2 separate regions of the Ctenopharyngodon idella genome follow, and region 1 is linked to region 2. The links are chromatin contacts, called in public Hi-C maps. All regions are on one chromosome and are shown on one strand. Each heading gives the region's core, a stretch centred on a gene start, on an enhancer-like site or on the middle of the called end of the contact. The rest is flanking DNA. Distances are from core to core; before and after follow the strand shown. Region 1 holds the start of jun (Jun proto-oncogene, AP-1 transcription factor subunit). Region 2 holds the start of prdx6 (peroxiredoxin 6).

Region 1 (2,987 bases), core at 163-2,662, 190 kb before region 2:
GGGCTATAATGCCAGCAGTCGCGGCGGCTCGCAGACATAAAGCCCCTGAAGTTTGTCCCTTGCGTCTTTTTAAGTGAACTCAAATGTCCTCCGGTTCTTTTCAGAAAGTCTGCAGCTGTTGCGTCAACATAAGCTGGCAGCCGCTGTTGACGTGGTTCATGACTTTCTGCTTGAGCTGTGCCACTTGCTCGCGCAGCATGTTGGCGGTGGACGCCAGCTCCGAGTTCTGGGACTTCAGGGTCTTGACTTTGTCCTCCAGCCGGGAGATCCTCTCAAGTTTCCTCTTCCGGCATTTGGATGCGGCGATTCGGTTCCTCATGCGCTTCCTCTCGGCTTTAATCCGCTCCTGGCTCTCCATGTCAATGGGGGAGAGAGGTGGGGTCTCGCCGGGCATCTCCGGCACCGTCTGGGGCTCCTCTTTCAGCGCCTGAAGCCGCGGGTGCTGCACGGGCAGCTGCGTGTTGACGGTGTGCTGCGGCGGGGCGCTCGTGTAGCTCATCGCGGGGTTGGCCGTGCTGATGGCGGGGTTGAAAGTGTTCAGGTCCGCGTACACCGGCGGATCGGAGCGCATGGACGAACTGTACACGGCGCCACCGGCAATGGACGACACGGGTGCCATGCTGTTGTTGATGGTCGTTTGGGGAGCCGAGGTGACGTTGGGCATGTGCTGGTGATGCAGCTCGGCCAGTGCCCTCACAAAGCCCTCCGCGAAGCCCTCCTGCTCGTCGGTCACGTTCTTGGGACACAGAAACTGGGTCGGAGTCGGCGTTGTAGTGATCAGGCCGTTGCTAGACTGGATGATGAGCCTCTCCAACTCCGGAGAAGCCAGCTTGAGCAGTCCCACGTCCGGGGAGGTGAGGATGTCGCTGGCTTTGGCCCTCAGGTGGGGCTTCAGGTTGCCGGCTGGGTCGGTCAGATTCAGCGTCATGTTGTGTTTCAGAGCCTTGTGGTTGTATCCAAAAGGAGCGCTGTCATGCTGAGAGAAAGCGCTGTTTACAGAGTCATCGTAGAAAGTAGTTTCCATCTTGGTAGACATAGAAGAGAAAACGAAACTTTTTAGTTCAAAAGTAGTCTTTCACAAGCACTAAAGCAGTGTCCGCTTCAGCAACAAGCGCCGCGGTAAGAATCGCAAAGTTCGTAAACTCCCCGTCCCGCGAGAAACTTACTGCGTAAAGTTATCGCCCAGTGTCCCGAACTCTTCTCGCGGATAGAAAGCTCTTCCACCGCCGCTGCCGCGCGTCCTGTGATGCCAGTGGATAAACAGCGCGGAGCCGAAAAGTTTTCTTGTTTATGTGTTAGTTCAAGTTGTGTTGCCTAGATGTTTCACTGTGGCGAGATCTGTATACTCTGAGCTTCTCCAGCGTGGAGGCAAACCTTATCTGCTACCGCTGCCCCGCTAAAAATAGCAATGATGTCATGCGCACAGTCTCTTATTGGCTGGAGGCGGTTTACTGGGCGTTCCACAATTTCAGATAAGGCGCGTTGCCTTGACGACCACCACCAGAAGATTCTTCTCGCGGTGGCTGATGGGATGAGGTAATGCTGTAAGGCGAAGAAGCGTTGCATTGCATTCTGGGATTACGTATTGTTTTTGAATATCTGGTTACCCGCTTAGCTGTTTTAGACCGTGGCAGTGGCGGGATAGATACAAAGAAGCCGAGTAATGTATAACGTGTTACTTTTTAACTTATTTTTTTCATGTCACGACGTTTCAGTTTGAGAAGAAGAGGGAGCATAAGTGTATGAAGAGTGCATTGCCGCGTATATTTGAGAGTTGGGCAATTTCATAAGACGCAGCCGTCCGTGAAATAACATGTGAAACACTTTCAGGATTAGGGGACGAGTTACTTTATGAATTGTTTATATATGTTAAGATACACTCTCGTGTGGCGCGAAGAAACAGGGCAATTGTCTGCTGTTTTATGGCAAAGTGCATTTGCTCCGTCAGGTCAGCCAATGGTTTTGAAAAGGGGCGTGTCTTATCGTGGACTGACAGCGTGCCACAAGGTCCATCGTCCGTCTCCGTGACAGTCCCTAGAGATCCTCTCAAAACTACATACACAAGTGTTAAACGTCAATGTTTAAACCACAACCGCAAACTAATCAAATTCAACGTGACAATTGTTAAGTAACTTTTAAGAAGGATTCCATACTAGTTTGGAATGTTTTCACTCAATTTACATGAGTCTTAAACTTATGTAAAGATGTAATTACACGTTTATTTGTATTTAATGTTGAGGTGGACGTTTGTATGCTTGTCCGGTAGGCTACGTATATTTGTTGCCGTTAACAACATGATGTAAAACTCTGATACTGCCGTTAACATAAATATAACAAAACAGTCTGAAATATAGTACATAACATCCATAAGACACAGATAAGATCGTTTTTTGTCACCACAGGGACTTATCGATAGTCTCTGGCACATTTCACTTTGTTGCGACAGATCAAGTGTTTGTGCACGTAAACATGACATTGCGCGTCACTGACTGAATACAAAATATGGACTTTAATACACAGAGTTAATGCTTTAGCATTACGTACAAACGTTTGTCATGCTAATAAAGCTATTTTAATTTGAGTTCATACTTGTTCTCTTTAGTTTAACACCTTTTTGTACAAATATAGCTATGATAATCATCCCTGCTAATTTTCTCTGAATGTATAATGACAAATAAACATCAAACCAATAAGTTAAGAACCATAAGTTAGTTCTTTTATTACTTTATTGAACATACAGTGAATTTAGAACAAATCTAAGATACACAAATAACATTAGTATATGTAACAATACATACATAGATACATACAAGAATTACAAAATATATGAACTAGCCTAATGAAAGTGAAGAGCCAATTCATATTTATGTTTTTTGATTCTTATTTAATATTTTTAGTTTAATTTAAATCACATCTCAATTTATACTTCAGTTTTCATGAGTGTTTTTAAAACTAGCCAAAAGAATTATACAAAATAGCGGTATAAT
Region 2 (3,210 bases), core at 175-2,674:
TTGATTGGATGATTGTGGTTTGCGATTGCGAGAACACATTATTGATTTCATGGTGACATTAAAGTCATGAAAGTTCATCATGAAGGTTTATTTTTGCATGCGTTTAAAGCCATATCAGTTGATATCTGGTTTTCTGACTGCACACATCCGGAGTACAGTGCCGTGTGGGTTTTGAACTATGTTCTCTTTCAACTGTCAAATACACACAAGGTTATGTCAAAAACACACAAAGTTCACATAAACACAGTCAGTTATGTCTGCGAACGTAAACCGCAGGGAAAGAAATCGCATGTGTACATTAGATCTGTGTATTAAAGTGAGAGCAGCATAATATATAGTACCTACTGTTGTTATTATGAACCAAACAACAAAAGAAAACAGAAAATCACTCACTGCTCCTGATTGAATAACTTAAGTAGCTTTAATAAGAATACATTTGACTTAAATGCTGCTGGTAAATGCTCTGGCGAGGAGATAAACATGGTGGACTCTGTACAGCTCACTCAGGTCCCCTTTAAGACATTATAAACATAAACAGTGCGTTTTTCTTTAAAGCTAATTACAAATACAATTGACTTGACTTTAATTTCAAGTAATTTAAAATCTAAACTTCCCAAACTTCCACTTACTTTAATGATAAAAAAAAAAAAAGTTTCCAGCACAATATGGGGGACTTCCAAACACTTTACACTCATGCCAACATCAACAATACTGGCATTGTTATGCCAACTTTTACAGCCACAGAGTGACTAGGCACATTCCCCTTCTAAGCATTTAGTACAGAAATGGTTTAAAGAAATTACATCTGCAGTAATAGCTGACATAGCTTTCAGAAATGTGCCATTTGCTTAATTGCAATGAAACATTGATGGCATATAAAGTTGACCTCAGATCTGTCTGTAGCACCCTTTTTAACTGCTGGATTGATACTAGATTTTAGACAACTCTGCTGCCATACATAAGAAATAATATTAAAAATAACTAAATAACTGACATTATTTGAGTAGAAACGTATAACGTATCATATAAAAACATATAAAAGCCGGTTTCAGTCTCCATATGTCATATCAGGTATACTGGCAATGTATCAGGTGATGTTTATGACGCACATCAGCCACCTGATGATCATGCGTGAGTGAATGAAAAGCACATCAAACGTGAATTACAGACGTTATCCGAATAGGCCTAATGTTACTCCATCAGAAACAAAAATATAATTTAGCTACTTACGAATTTCCCAAGAATTCATGAAATTTTATCTTGCCGATTGTAGTCTCTGCTTCAAAATTAGGGAACACGTCTCCTAACAGAATTCCAGGCATGACTGTTTTCCGCTACGCTTTATTCTCGTCAGCACATGTAACCATGAAATGGAAGGCTTATATACCAGGAAGTCAGGGGCGTGCGCGTGTGGGCGGACAATTCTGATTGGACGAAACACCGTCGCCTCCGTGAGGTCAAAGTTTAAATTCGCACTTCAACATTTGCACTTCAAAAGTCTTGTAGATTGTGTAAAATGCAATCATGTCTTTTCTGCACAATTGATTATTTTATTATTGCATATGGACGAATATACAACTGAATATATATATATATATTGTTTTATGGTGCTAAATTTTATACACCTTCTACCTTATTTTAATTATTCTCAGGTTAGGCAAAGCAAGTCGAATCTGTCCTAATTCATAAGTATTTGAAATCTCATACTAAATAGGTCTCAGAAGACTTCTCCGTGGTCTGTTCAGCTTAATTTAGAAATCAGAGACTTTTTTGGCAGGCGAGCTTTCTAGTTATAGGTAATATAGTTTTATTAATTACAGGTTAAGTAGTTTACATACAATACACTAAATAAAGAAATAAAATTAAATAAAATTATAGTCAACACTTAGGTTACAAGCGTTTGTCTGCAGGAGGTGCTATAACAGCAAGTTATCTAACACCGGAGAGGCCGTTCTTTAAGAATCAGCGTCTGACCTCTTTTTCTTCTCCTAGTCTTTTTTAGACAACACAAACCACTGATGTTATGACATATGAAAAATCCCCTCATAAATCATCAGTCCTTTACAGTTAATTGGTCAAATCTGAAGTCCTGAGCTGTCATAAGCTCGGGAAAGCACCTTATAATTTGCTTATATAGAGCCCGCTGTTTTCTTGTCCTTCTTTTTTGGGCCCTCATCCTCTGCCGTTGTCTGCTCCTCGTCTGCAAGACATCACTTCAGGGTAATACCTGCTTTTCTATCTAATACATATATTTTTCCTCTCTAATCTACTAACATGCTATTAACAAATGCATTACAATACCAGTTGTCTTTCATTCTTTAATAAGTAATTAATACATGCTTTAATAAAGGCGTTACAATTCCAGTTGTCTTTCATTTTTTTTATAAACAGATATCACTCAATTCTATTCTTCACACATAATTTCCAACAAGCTGTCTCTGTTATATTTTTTTAATAAACAGATATCTCTCAATTCTATTCTTCACACATTATTTCCACCAAGTTGCTTCTGTATATATTTCTTTAATATAAACCGTTATTATTCTTGTCAATCATTTATTTCAATAAATGTTTTTCCAATTAAGTTTCTGTAGTTGTGTTTTTCTTTTTTATTAATCTACTACTCTTATAGACAAGAAATGTACTTTCAGCATCAAAGTTGCATTATTCCAATGAAGCACGGTGTGGCTATCAACAACAATATATATATATATATGTGTGTGTGTGTGTGTGTGTGTGTGTGTGTGTGTGTGTGTGTGGTATATAAGAATATAACCTTCCCAATAACAATGATCTCGGCTTCTATATGTCAGTTTATTTAACAATATTTATAAACATATATATATATATATATATATATATATACATACATATATATATATTTATATATATATATATATATATATACACACATATATATATATATATATACATATACAGGTGCTGGTCATATAATTAGAATATCATCAAAAAGTTGATTTATTTCACTAATTCCATTCAAAAAGTGAAACTTGTATATTATATTCATTCATTACACACAGACTGATATATTTCAAATGTTTATTTTTTTTTTCATTTTGATGATTATAACTGACAACTAAGGAAAATCCCAAATTCAGTATTTCAGAAAATTAGAATATTGTGAAAAGGTTCAATATTGAAGACACCTGGTGCCACACTCTAATCAGCTAATTAACTCAAAACACCTGC

Evidence for each region. Hi-C and Micro-C count contacts between places; a contact is called where the count stands out from the background.
Region 1: a contact with region 2 is called in a Hi-C map of muscle, with 2.8 times the contacts expected there. The contact joins the promoter of jun here to the promoter of prdx6 in region 2. A contact is called at or near these places in 2 of 2 Hi-C or Micro-C datasets (both in muscle).

Annotation. Positions count from the first base shown.
Region 1 is chr20:5,550,135-5,553,121 of HZGC01, reverse strand. It overlaps jun (Jun proto-oncogene, AP-1 transcription factor subunit), which reads right to left and starts at 1,412. Exons shown (of 2, transcript XM_051875911.1): 1 at 1,167-1,412; 2 at 1-1,024. The coding sequence starts at 1,024. The coding sequence ends at 101. All of the region lies in intron 1 of LOC127502698 (a long non-coding RNA gene), which reads left to right.
Region 2 is chr20:5,359,544-5,362,753 of HZGC01, reverse strand. prdx6 (peroxiredoxin 6) reads right to left here and starts at 1,424. Exons shown (of 5, transcript XM_051875918.1): 1 at 1,231-1,424. The coding sequence starts at 1,322.